Linked DNA regions of Anas platyrhynchos: region 1 is linked to region 2. The links are chromatin contacts, called in public Hi-C maps. All regions are on one chromosome and are shown on one strand. Each heading gives the region's core, a stretch centred on a gene start, on an enhancer-like site or on the middle of the called end of the contact. The rest is flanking DNA. Distances are from core to core; before and after follow the strand shown. Region 1 overlaps ESRP2 (epithelial splicing regulatory protein 2). Region 2 overlaps LOC106019018 (a long non-coding RNA gene).

What was found. Hi-C and Micro-C count contacts between places; a contact is called where the count stands out from the background.
Region 1: a contact with region 2 is called in a Hi-C map of liver, with 2.5 times the contacts expected there. The contact joins two enhancer-like sites. A contact is called at or near these places in 3 of 8 Hi-C or Micro-C datasets (F1 follicle, liver and skeletal muscle).

What each region holds. Positions count from the first base shown.
Region 1 is chr12:14,147,101-14,154,259 of IASCAAS_PekinDuck_T2T, reverse strand. It overlaps ESRP2 (epithelial splicing regulatory protein 2), which reads right to left. Exons shown (of 16, transcript XM_072043918.1): 11 at 6,768-7,069; 12 at 4,643-4,864; 13 at 3,507-3,693; 14 at 2,095-2,287; 15 at 894-1,071. Among named protein-coding and RNA genes, the nearest start is that of ESRP2, 30 kb to the right of the region's middle. Within about 2 kb of position 4,564, at least 1 of the 8 cell types and tissues checked has an H3K27ac peak or open chromatin away from gene starts, as enhancers often do.
Region 2 is chr12:14,100,850-14,107,969 of IASCAAS_PekinDuck_T2T, reverse strand. LOC106019018 (a long non-coding RNA gene) reads right to left here. Exons shown (of 15, transcript XR_011812245.1): 12 at 1-1,815. Among named protein-coding and RNA genes, the nearest start is that of ESRP2, 16 kb to the left of the region's middle. Within about 2 kb of position 3,564, at least 1 of the 8 cell types and tissues checked has an H3K27ac peak or open chromatin away from gene starts, as enhancers often do.

The DNA of each region.
Region 1 (7,159 bases), core at 3,315-5,814, 45 kb before region 2:
TGCATGAAAAAAAAAAAAGAAAAAAAAATCTGCATCTCAGCCTTCAGCAATACCACTGTTAACCAACTTATATAAGCTTGAAGAACAAACTCATGTAAAAATTGCCTTCTTTTCACTTGAAGAGTGGTTTGAGACCCACCAAGAAATTCTAAATAAAGGCTTCTGAGTAGTACTAGGACAGATTTGGTATTCATGTAAATGCTGTTATCCAAAGAGGTTAAATACTCACCAGAACACACCATACTCAATTATCTTTCCTTTTAGCAAATATGTGATGGCAAAACATGGATATAGATACAATATCTTCTGAGATGAAAGGAAGAAGACATGGAAAGACCCATCCATGAATTCAAATATGTGCTGCTGAATTCAAATATGGTGCTTTTTTTTCTTTAAATGTTCCTCTAGAAGATAAGTTTCTATGTGTTTGCCTACTGATAGAGTATCAAATCAGTAGATACTGACCAAAGTTATCTATAAGCACTTAACATACTTGCTATCAGTATCCCATGGATTGGAGAATACATTTTTTTCTTTAGGTTACAGCATAATGCAAAATGTTCCTTCCTGTAACCAAAATAAATAGTCCATGCAAGAGTGTCTGACACCAGTGTCTCTCTCCTTTTGTAACGTAGGTGTGGTGAGTTGCACTGCAGCCTACTGTACTAGAACTTTGTTCTCAGCAGTCTTTAACACGTCTTATATCCACGCATTAGATCACTGCTTTCAAATTTGGACATGCTTATTATAAGTATGAAGGCAAATGTTAATTCTAAACTACAGTGTGCTGTGAACATGTTCATCAATTTCCAAGAGCATAGGCTTGTTCAGTTTGATCTCTGCTGATCAAATAAATTCAAATAAAACATCAGGGAGAGAGACTGCATACTAACCTGGTATCCCTGGAAGAAACTGAGAATCTCCTTCATTCCTGTGTTATATGGCAAGCCCTGCATACGGACTAATGCTCCAGGCTGGGGCAGAATTGGAGTGTGGGTGGCAGTGGCAGCAGCAGCTACAGCTCCTGGAGGAGCTGCGATATACCCCACTGTGGTAGGGGATACTGGAGGACTGAAAGAGAAACAGGGGCAAAATTGTTATGAAAACCAGTAACTGATTTTAGTAGCTGGAACACGCAAAGATGAAACTGAAAAAATTGAGAATAAGACGAAAAAGGCATGCGCGCACAAAAAAAAAAAAAAAAAACATGAGGAAACAGCCTTGATATGGACTGCTCTGCTGACTTCCCTTATTTTTCTTCAGCGTTTGACAATTTTTGGGGAAGAGATGTAGAGGAAAATAGCTAGCATTTGCAGTCGAAGAGGTTAAGAGTGGTACTTGTTACTTCACTGTGGAGGAGAAAACCAGAAGCTACAAATGACTTGTTCTAAGATCATTAATAAAACCATACAAATAGGAGGCAGGAGGAAATCATAGTAAGAGAAGCAGCCAAGAGCCCAAATATGGTGCTTTTAGGCCACAAAAGAAGTAATATCTCCAGTCAAGACCTGTCTAGCAATTTACTATGTAGTCAGGTTAGTGTCACAAGCCTAGGAAATGTCAATGAACAAACTCTTCCCCCACAGACTCAAGCACCAGACTTCAGTAAGCCATGTTGATAATATCAATGGGAAGGGAAAAGGTAGAGATACCTGCTTTGCTTATACATGTTAAGAAGTTCTTTGGTCTCACTGATACAAGATATCTAGCAGACTTACCAGAGGTACTAAGCGTAGTATTAGTATAGAAACGGTACTGTAAGTACAAGATCAAACCAAGAGGAGGACAGAGGCATGTATTTACACAGTTTCTCATTTGGTCAAGAAATAGAATTGCCTTGATATCACCCCAATGCCAAAAATGCTGTTAAACAATATACCAACATTATCACGAGATGCAACCAAATCCTACAGAAAAGCTGAACTTCATTATAAGGCCACAGAAAAGTAGTCAAAAGGGTTACTTTCCCCGCTTATTAATGTCAACAAATTCCTAAGACTGTCTACACCTTAAGTACAAATTTCAGACCAAATGCACAGTTGCTTACTCCACTGAGATGAAATGGCAAGAGAAGCAGTTAAGTCTAGAGGGTACCTGGGATAGTAAGCTGTGTAATTCATATAAAGCTGAGCTGCCTGAGCTGGGTAGTAGGTAACAGTTGGAGGAGCAGCAGCTGATGCCTGGGGAGTCCTGGCGGCTGGCAAGAGGGCTTGTGGCTGGTAGAGCGCTGCTTCTGCTGGGATCACAGCTGCTGTTTGGAAAGCAGCATAAGCTGGTGGAGAAAGACCTAAAAACAAATGAGGACACAAGAACAACAACAACAAAACAAAAAAAAAAAAAACAACAATTAGAATGGAGATCTCTGCAGTAGGAAAGGAACTGTTCATCCTAATGTGACTGACTGCTCTCTAACCCCTCTCCAGGAGACCCCTGTGCATTACCCTGAATGACAACTGGTGCATTTGAAATGAGCAATTCCTAAGAGATCACAACTCCTCAAGCTGAGCAGCCGTGTCCATATGTACATGGAAAGCAGGTAACTTCAGAGTTATTTAAAGAAAGCATAAAGCCATATGCATAGAGAAAGCAGGCGTGCACACCAACACACCCCTTTTTTCTTTCTAACAGAAGTTGTACTCTGTGGGACGAAAGAACCATAACATTAGCTACATGTGGGCATCTACAACTGCTGACCACAAGTTTTCATATGTAAGCCTACTGCAGCTTCAAAAAGTATTTTTAGGATATGGCAAAAGTTTTTAAGAAACACAACAGGGAAAAAAAACACTAAATCACTAGTCTGAAGCATTCTGACACAAATACCTGACTTGCATAAGAACACGAAGCTTAGTGTGCAGTCAAATTGTTTTTAAATAGTACATTTGGCTGCTTTTTACCATTTTGCAAATACACATTGTATCTGCTTTGTGATTTGGTAGTGAGACTAATTAGAATGGTACAGTGAAGTTCCATTATAGTTCCACAATAAAGTTCACTACAATTTAATAAAAAGAAAAATAGAAAAACTAAATATCCTTCCAACTAACATATCATCCCAGTGGGTGCTTTCCTTCAAAAATAAGCCCAAAGAGTACCTTCTCAATGCTCTAAGGCAAGATAGCAGGAGCACTCATTGGCAGCTAGAATATAAAATTTCTCCCCCTTTTAAAAAATGCCTCTAATTCCAAGTAGGTTTCACTACAGGCGAGTCTACTGCAGAGCTCAGAAGAACAGTACACCCATAAAAAGCAAAGTGTGCAACAATTTCACTGGCAAGGCCTTGCTGCCCTCTATTCACCACCGAAAACACAATAAAAATGGCTCCAATCAGTCCCATTATTGCCCAAAGGGAACAATTCCAATCTCAGCATGTATACAGATGAATGATTATTGATCATGGCAAAACCCAAGTCAAAAGGTGAAAGGCCACAAAGCTTCAGCACCTACCACATATCAGCCTTTAGCAGCAGAGAGCAGAAGAATTGCAGACTTACATGGTAACTTACATGGCGGTGGGGATAAGCCACTACGATTTAAAGTGCCACCCATTAAAACAAAGTTCATCTCCTCTCCCGAACACTGGAATACTTCCACATAACGGTCCTTCATCATTTTTTTGTGACATTTTTGAGCCACCATAAAGGCTTTGTCAGCAGATTTCATTTGGATAAAAGCATCACCTGATGGTCGTCCCTATGAAAAAGAAAAATCTTAAATCAAAGTGCTTTTAGAACAACAAGAGCAAAAGAAACATAGAAAGTATTAAGATTTTGTTCTTAGAAAAGCAAATTAGTGTTCTTCCTCATGTCAACAATTATTTTTAGAAGCAAAGGCAAGACTTGTGTAGCCAACACCCTTAACTTAATACTACTTCCTTTTTCCAGAAGGAAACGTAGAATAATTTGGTATGGAAACAGAATTTGAAGGCCTCTTATCCAAACCAAAGCAGAGCTAGCTAACACATTCAGGTTACATCAGGCCAATCGTGGTCTTCTCCATTTGAATTTTAAGCATCTCCAGAGGGTAGAGAGGTACATGTAGTAGATCTCCCTCATTTGTTTCCTTTAAGGATAATACCTCAATGTTTCTGTGACCAATAGTATATTTTTTACACAAGATGACAAGAACAAAAGAAATCCTCATGGTTACATCATTAAAATATATCCAAAACATAACTTTAATTATCAGATTCCTTTAAACCCTGATAAGTCTCTAATGAAGTTAGAAAAAAAATGATTTTTCCACAAATGGGCTTATAGAACACAGCTGTGATTGAGCACAAACTGTGAACAAGGCAGATACGCCATCTTACATGAGCCATTTCCATCTTGTGTATTTCCAGAATTTGACTGAAACACGAGGGAATATTTAAGGCAGCCTCAAGGACAAAGCTATTAGTCAAAGAAAACATGCCACAAGCTTCAACCTCCTCCCATTTTAGGCATACGGATGTTATAGAAAGAAAAGCAAGCATGTATGGGGGAAGGTAGGGAGAAGTGCTGGGGAAGAAAGGAAAAAGTCAAACAGAAGATAGTATTTTGTCAAGGTTATGGAAGACCTAAAGCATAGCAAATAAGATACCATGACTTCTAATTTGGTTCAGTAACTGGAAAGTCAGCTCTCCTGTGCAAAATGCTGTTACCTGTTGATTAAGGACCATGTGAACCCCATGGGGCTTGATATCAGCTGTGGCATCTCCCATAAATTCCAGGATGTCGTCAATGCCAGCAGTGTAAGGAAGGCCTCTGAGCCGGACACAGTCACGTATGCTACCCGTGGCAATTGTGTATGGTGGGGGTATGACAGGAATGATGGGAGTTGGGAGGGTGGGAATAAGAGGTGTTGACATGTATCGATTAAGTACCTGTAGGGAATGAAAAAAAAGACACTGATAGAGATTTACACATCATCTGGTTGAGCACAAATCAGTTCTCACAATAGTATTTCATATGTTTAAATAAATCCATTTCCAATACCAGAGAAAATGCCTTCTTGAACCAAATTACTGTGGACAGCTTCCCAGAAAGGAACATCTGAAAACAACGTTCACACTAATACACCAGTCTTGTCACTTACACTTCATACTTAAATTACAGTAAATTAAAAACATCTAGTTTAAAAGAACTGAGATCTGAAATAAATAATAAGTAAAAAGATTAATTCTTTCATAGACCTGATAGGTTAATAAACAAACACCTTAATTAATCAAAACAACCATGCTGAAGTACAGGGCTTCTGGAAAAAAAAAAAAAAAAAAAAAAAAGCTACAGGAGACCTTGGTCTCAACATTTTATTTTCTCTTGACTCATCCCCTTGTGACAGAGGGAACCTAACTTGCTGTTGGGGTTTATTGCTGAAAGACATATTTAGCAGTGATTATCAGAAATAAACACATTCCACTGAAAGACGCACCAAGGCAAAGATAATAAAGCTTTAGTATTGTCAATAACGATCAAGCCTATTGAGTTTGTCTTGATAGAAGCTTTTTTTCAAGAATCTATTCTTGTAGCACATTTCAGGCCAGAAATCTCCCCTCATTGCGTATAGAATATTGCAATCACTTTGTGTTAATTTAAATAGATGAAAGCTGTCTTTACACAAACAAGTTGCCTTTAATTCCCTAAGAATCATCTCTTGCTCAAGCAGTAAAAAACTAGGGTGTCACCTTAGAAAACTGACCTAGAGGAAGAAGTAATGACATATTGAAAGAGCATGGGTTTTACCCAGGTCTCCCTAACAGAAACAAGAACAAAGATCCGGTCACTGTGAACACAGTGGCTTTGTTCCTTTGAGGACTTTGCCTCATTTTTTCAGCAAAGCAGAATTGAGGAGAAAATAAGTTTCACCATGGCATTTTGCTTAGTCTTCATAATATTCATTATCAGATTCTTGACTGTTGTATTCTCCATGCAACAGTACTATAGGTAAATGGCAGGTCTGCGTGTGTGAATATTTTTTCCCATGCCCCATCACTTTTATGGAAAAAGCTTCTCATTTCAGATAGTAACAAACAGTAACTGTATGCAAGCTTTATAGCCAATGTTTATGCAAAGGCCAGATGAAATCTCATAATGGTTTCCACAATTTTGGCATTATCAGTATAGAAATATTATGTCACGAAGAAAAATTTAGTATGTGATGTTTTTTAAGGGTTCAAGTTGCGGGTGCCAAAATGAAACGGTAGTTTACCAGTTTAAGAAGATGATCATGATTAAAAACTGGTCAAGAAAAGGAGAAAAAAATGAAATACATTATCTTAGGAAGAGAGATATCTCACTTCCCTTCACCAAATATCAGATACATCCTAGTAATTCCTAGTGTCCAACAAAAGAACTGTAGGAAAAGCTCTTTTGATGTAGCCAGATTTGAATTTCATGTTAAATTCTGTGCATAGGAAACAGATTTTAAAAGACAATACTGCAGACTTCAAATCAGTATTACTGAAATACTATTAATCTAGTACATTTTTAGAATTATTTTTGAGATTTCAGTCAATCTTTAAGTGGAAGAAAATTATCCAATGGTTTTTACTTCATGATCTGGGGAATGTTAAAAAAAAAAGTGGCAGTAAATGCAAAAAAAAAAAAGAAAAAACACACACAAAACAATGCTGTACCCTTTTCCATGCCAAGCAGTAAGCACATGTTGCCCTATCTAGAGCTTGACATCTTTAATATAGACAACTTACATGATTGTCTACAATATGTGCATGTGATCATTTAAATAAATATTTAACTGTTTTGAGTTTCACAGCCAATAGTTACAACCTGCTGGACTTCTGCTGCTGTGCTCCGGAAGAGTTCAATGTAACGTTTTCCAAGGATTTCTTTGTGCTTTTTAAGTGCATTCTGTGCATATTCTTCACAGGAGAACAATACAAATGCATCTCCTGTGGGCCTGCCATCTGGGTACTTGACAAAGAGAAGTCCCTCTTTCCCTCCTGTGACCGGGCACTCTGGCCCCAGGAACCCCAACACATCCTCCTGAGTAGCAGTGAATGGAAGGCCTCTCATCCGGATGATAACTTGATTCTCTTTAGATAAAAACTGGGCAACTTCATTGGAGGTACCTGGTAGGAAGATATTAACATACAGTCAGCCAATTCCATATGACAGAGGAACAGAAAAGCATTAAGGAGCAACACAGGGGGTAAGTAGCT
Region 2 (7,120 bases), core at 2,315-4,814:
TCTCCTTAATGTCTTGGGAAGATGACAATTGAATACCTCCCAATGATCAGACTTTTCCCCCCAGGTTTATATGGTCTCTGGCTTTGATTTTTTATTTTTTTTTTACCTTGAAGAAGTGTATCAAAACATGTAGCTGTATCTAAAAACATACAGGAGGCATGTTCAAACAGTAATAAGTCTCACACTTCATATGCACTACAAAGAAAACCACAGGATAATAGACATATCCAATTTTAAATACAAAATAGGTATGTTTATATACATATAAAATGACGTGGGAATCAGATATGAGACTTTCATAACATAAGGGTGATAGACACAAACCTTGAAGAGGCCATGGATATTCTCTTTCCTGTTTTAAACAAGTGTTTTTGTTTATAGCCCACCCAGAATTAGGTCACCTTTGAAAGTGTTCTTAGGCAGTGCATGCACAATACACCCAAGCCAAGAGGACAAATGTACTTCTGCTGCTGTAGCACTGCTGAATAGCTTGTCTCAAGGAGGAAGGAGGCAAAAAGGAGAATTTAAACTTCTTAGAAAAAAAATGAATCTTTTATCTTGAGTTGTAGTTCTGGAAAGAATTTATAGTCCATAGGAACAATCAGTAGTAGCAGTGTTTGTTAATAGAAACACTGCATCACATATGGTAAATGGCAAATGTCCATTTGTTTGCTCAGTTTAACTTTCATCGTCAGGGCATTAACCCTCACAGCTGAGTAACATGGCATCCTCTGCTTGAATGTGTTCTACTAATGTAGGTCAGGGTAGTCAAGCTATGATCCAGAAGGTGAACACAATTCACAACTTAATCCAGTTCTTGTGGGACCTACAGCCAATCACTTTTTCATAGCGCAAATTGTTACTAGTTAATACAGAAGTATGTACTAATATTTGGCCTGCCAAAAACATTTCGAAGATCTATTCAGCCTTAGAGTAAGGCATAGGTTTCCTGACCTGCTATAGATTACTTTGAACAGTTTTGTCAGCTGAAACCAATAAATCCCATTTGCTTATCTGAGCTTCCACAGAAGAAAGTACAGTCCTATGGGTTTGTCAGACCAGGGCATGTACATCCCATCTAATTTCCTTCAAAGTCATCTGCTTTACTTTCAACAGCCAACAAAAGTGTTTTAAGACATTTGAGATGATTTTTCCTGTACAGTGCTGGGGAGCGTTCACATGATCTTTTCTGCTGTTCAGAAGTACTCCAGATGACAGGACACAAACTGGTTATAGGTGGTAGCATATTTAAAAGTGTCAGCAGCGTTGCAAAGAGAATACTGGGCTACAGTTTACTATGATCTTAGCAGTTCCTTAAACTGATACACTGCTCTGTGACTTTTCATCTTAGTGTACATGGTAAGATTACTGCGTACTTGACTGAGGGCATTTGCATTTTGTATGTATTGTTTCATTGCATAATATTAGCAAGAGAAACTTTAAGATAGGTATTCATACCTAAATCTGAAACTTTAATGGTTTGAACAGGCTCACATAACCTGTTCAATGTTATGAACAACATCTGCAAGCTTGAATTGAATTCTGAACTTAAACTCTGATCAGGAAGTTTTAGTTTGACATTTACCTTTTCAAGCAAAACTTTTCTAAGCAATTTTTGAAATTACCACCAGCAAAAGTGGGAAGTCCTTCTTGTTTCCCCATTCTTTTCTTTCCCAGCTTCACATATCCCATTTCTGTATACCTGCTGTGGTCAGACTCAAGCTCAGCCAGTGCAACTTGTTAAATCACCAGTAAAACACCTTTTGGTCACCAACTTAACTTTGTTCTACAGTGATGCAACATCCCTTTCATTACCTGTTTTAAAAAAAAAAAAAAAAAAAAGGATGATTTTGTCTTTGTAACCACGAGTATAAAGCTGTTTTATTAAGACTTCGACTCCCAAACTATCTTTTAGTTAAATTAAGTTGCAGTTTCACATCCTTTTTCTTTTTTTGGGGGGGCAGGCTGGGTTTAGAAATGCTGCTGCTTTTGCAAGTACTGCTGCCCAGAAGAACGATCATGGAATTGTGCCCTTATAGGGTCCTTCAAACAAATATGTTAGTATGAGAGGTGCCATAAAGAACAGACTTCCTTAAGATTTCCTAACTAGAATATTATGGCACACATCCTAATCAGTGCCTCCTACAGACTATGCCTCCATACTGGTCTAACGACGTAAAAGTTACTTTATAGATGCATGTAGGGAAGGAGGCAAAGCAATAAAATGAGATTAAGCAGTAAGAAGCCAACTCTCCATTAATGAGTCATGCACTCATAGCTGCTTAGCAGTATTATTTTAAATATCCATAGCAACCAATTAGCCTCTGTGTAGTCTTTACATTACTTTTTGAATCTTACATTTTCAAATCTTTTTAGAGTGAGAACACACACATGTAACAGCTGGAGAAGTAGAACAGAACAGCACTGTCCTTAAACTTTCTATAAAAATCAAAATATGAGAAAGAAAATGATCTTGGACAAGACTGTCAGTGTTTGTTTCCCAGAATATCACAAAAGCTTGATGGTATGGAGACAGATCTTTTCAACACATCAGATGCACAAGCACATGCATTCTGCTTGTCCTCCTTAGGTACTTCCAAACAGATTTATTTATAGCAGTGTGCATAGACAAACCCTTTAAACAGTTGCTGTAAGCATAATTTTAGTCTGCTATAAAGAAATTCAGGTTTTTGAGAAGGGGCTCCAATCTGACGACTGCTATAGTCATTTTAGGAACATCCTGTCCCTATTTGCTAGCAAGCTTTGCTCATGAATAAATACTGTGCAGCCAGGATTTTTCTTCCCCATCCCACCTTTTAATAACAAAAGCAGCCTCAGGCCATTAAGCCTTCCCCATCACCCGTTAATCTCCAGGAAACAGCTTCTTTCTCAATTGTTGCTTAACTGATGCAACATTTAACACCCCAGATGAATCAGCACTGTGCTACTAGTAAGCTTCTGACTTCACCGTTCTTTCGACTCCACAGTACTAAATTTGCTGATGTGTATTTCGGGATATTCAGATTACCACCGTTTTGGGAGGCCATTTTAGAGCCCACATTTGCCTCTGATACTTTCTTTGTTCTTCCATTGTATCTGTCTCTAGATTCTGGTACATGCAACTTACTCCTATTGTCTGATCCATTCTGGTTAACAGAACTCATGTCTACATTGTTTTAGATGTTTTTCTGATGTATATATATAATTTAAGTTCAGGGATTCAGGCTTTTTTTTTTTTCTTTTTTCTTTTTTTTCCCTCAATTTAATTAAGCAGAGTAGCCTATGAGTAATAGAAATAGCATTAGTCAGCAAGATCTTGTCTTCAGCTTTTAAAGCTCATAGCTAGCAAATAAAATAACCCAGAAATCAGAAACGGAAATCTCCACTTTTTTTTTTTTTTTCTTCTTCTATTCCTGTAACTCCTTACTGTCCCAATGGGAAGAATGCATTGTCTTTCAGGCAACTTCTCTAGTAATATTTTTTTCCTCAGTTGTACCCATGATCTCATCCGTCTTCCTTAAGGGCTGAGGCTGTGGGCTGCGTTTATTTAGCAGCCTCTAGCGGTTCGCCACAGCAGTTACCAAAGGCTGTATCTTCGTGTGCTGTAGCTGCAGCACATACCTGCTCATACCTTGCACAGAGCTTTCCAGGATGCTCTTTCCAGGATGATGTAGTTACATGCTGGTCTATGAACACGGATGAAAAATACAGTAGAAAGATAAGACAATATTATTCAGCTCTGTGCCACACAAGTTGATTTGACCCTGAAATATTTACATTGGGGTAGTGACTTAAAGGAACTGCATACAATCAAAGCGAAGAAAGAGAAGCAATAACCACAGGATGCCTGATTTGTCCCAAGTGCACTATGTTCGGGGATGTTTCTTACAGTGATTTATCTTGTACTTTATGTAGCTGTTCTTAAAAGATGCTACAAATTTCACATGCTAAATAGGTGTAAGATTTCCAAGATACCTCACATTTTAATGACAGTCTTCTAGGAGAAGATTGTCACAACACTATGACATTCACAACTGCAAAAAAAATGTCTACAATTTGTGAACTTTCAACAACACTCTAGTAAACACAGCGATTGGTGGTTCATAACATATTTGACATACAGAGGCAATATAAGAATTTTGCTGGCCTCACTGTGAGAGCTAACTTGGGGTCTGAAGGAGCTGATGCACTTAACAATGTCTGCCTTTTTACCTTTGTCATCACATAGCTTAAGAGAGCAAGAGACCACAGAAATGCTCTGAAAGAGACATCTTGCCTGGAATATTGAAAAGACTTGAAAGACTTTCTTTAGCCTTCTCCAATTCAACAGAGAATTTCTTCTGGCAATGAAAAATCATTATTAGAAATCAATAATTGAAATAACACTTCGTGCTTCGAAATAACAAATTTGGTGCATGAAAAGAATTACTTAATAAAGTGAACTGGACCTTCATCAATGACTGGAGTGGAGGGAAAGCTTCAAATGTGTTTATAGTCAAGGTGCCAAATATATCTATGTTACTTTAACTACAAAGAAAGGCTTCAACTGTAGCTAGATAAATAATCACTTCAGAAAGACAGGGATTTCAATTAGTGCCTTATATAAAAGTCACACACTTTATAAAACACAGTTAATCATTTACAAAATACATTCAACACGTAAAATACATTAATATATATGAATCATGTAAAAATATAATTATAAATTTAATTATAAGGACCTTTTAATTGTTGCCATTGTTTATAATCACAAAATTAATTATAATGACCTTTTAGTTGTTGCCATTGTTTATGTTTCCTTATGTGAACCTGGTAATCTTTTTGTTATATTAAGTTGGTAATCTAATATAAGGACTTCATGTTTACAAAGAAATTTTGGGTTCTGAAACTCACAAAACCACGACACTTGATTATTGTGTGACAGATAGACATTAATATGACTCAATTTTTCACACTAAGTTTTTCCACTGAAGAGCAAAAAAACAAGGGTCATGGACAGCAGGGCTTCGGGTTCAAGGACAGCCTTTACATTTTGTTCTGCACTGCTTGAGGATGTGTTGATCCCCACATATCGCTAAAAGAATAAGGATCTTGTCCTTCAGTGGACAAATTCAACTGATTTGTTTATTTACTAGTTACTTTGCAATATACAAAATGTCATTATTTGCTTACAAAAAAAAAAAAAAACAAAAAACAGTTATGAAAGTAGAGAGCTTGTGGGGCAGTATCTGTAATGCTGCAGTTTGGAATCCAACACTCTGAAGATAAATATCACAGATTTTGATGTCAACACTGCAGACTGTAAATGGAAAAATATTCCAAAAAACAACATCAAACAAAACACCCAGCAACTGCAGCATGAACAACTGCAGCATCCCCAAAGAGCAGCAAGTGGGACAGCAGGGGTGTGAACCACTGCAGTTATTCAAAGTGAAGTGTCCCTGCTTGTGAATCCGAGTTCAGACATCCTATTCAAGGATGTCCAAGGACAGACAGTAGCAGGTACACAAGCCTAGAGATGTCAGGAGCCAGCCTAAGCTTGGACCAACTCATTAATCCACCTCCTGAGGCAAAACTAAAAACAGAACTAAGTTATTTTCTTTTCATTTTATGCCCAAATGCACTAGTTCACATGTAAAAACTAGTGATTGTGACAGTGAAAAGGGTGCCTACTTAAGGCATTTAAGGTACCTACTTAATAATTTCTCTGGTGACCTGAAACTTTAAACTCTCAAAGTTCTAAACATTCTGCTCAGTCTGTTTAGGATCCTTAATTTTTTTTTTTTTTCAGTTGATTCTTTCAATTTTCATCAGAAACAGATACAAAGGGAAGAGCCAGCTTCACTGTCAGCCTGGCTAAAAAAGACTATTGAAGCAAGCTCTTCCCAGCAGCAATTACTCAGCGCAACAGACATGTTTTTACCTACTACTGAAGATCTACCAACCCTGCCCCAAGGGGAGAATAGCTACCCCACCTGTCAGCATGCAAGTATGTTTGGTATGTTTGGTCACATTCAATGGAAAACCTGTGAACCCACTTACAAGAAGATGAAGGTTTCTCATTACATTGAGAGGCATGTGTTTTCAAGAGATCAAAACAGTTGGCTAAAGAGATGCTTTAATACTGGGAAACAAAATGTGCAAGGTTTTACACTTCTATAAAAGATACTAGGAACACCCAAGAAAACTTCTGTGAGCTCTGGTGTAATCTCAGTGCAGCCTCAGGCTGTTAACTCTCCCTCATCCAAAACGCAAAATTGTTTTTGGGTGACACAAGCTTCATTATTTTTATATCACTTCATAATGCTCTGAGATAATTTCTCATAAATCCAGAATCATTAAACCATTTGAAGGTATTATTTGTGGTACATTAAAGAATATTTCTTTTGTCATTATTGCTGTGTGCTTCAAATTTCCTGATATCCCAGGCTGGTAAGGCTGGGACACTCTAGCAAGGCAGGAAGTGCTAAAAAAGTCTGCTGTACCAGGTCTGTGAAACCAAAGTCTTAAATATCTGGACTCATATAAAATTGTGCAAATGTAACCATGGAAGAAAACTGTTTCATTGCTTTTTCAACAAAGCTGTGTTACCAAGGTGTTGTATCTTTCTAGTTTTCTAGTTCAGGCAATGCAAGAGTTTATGCACCAGAGCTGTGTGTCCTGGCATACCAAACAAATAAGCTTGTGTCCTTTTATTTATTTATTTATTTATTTATTTATTTATTTTTTATTTTTTTTTAAATAAGTATTTTTGGGATTTATCCCCAGTAAAAGAGTATATCTGTTTCCATTCTTCTCCCTTTTTTCCCCAGTAAAGATGACTGGGTACAGCAGTGGGGTAAGACAATTCACACTGTGCCTGCATCCATTATAGTGTTTTTCGTACTTTAACATAGTAATCCTGCCTCCCAGATACTGCAAAGGTTTGTGAGTGTGTATTGATAACCATCACTATCAAAAGAATACAATGTAACTGAGTTTTATAATACATATTTTCCATCCTATCCTGGACACCTAAATAATACAGTTATTTTAAAAGATATAAAATTACAGCCTTGTAGGCTGAAACTGTCTACAGAGGAAATGAAACAATCTATAATAGTCTAGGCTAGATTTAACT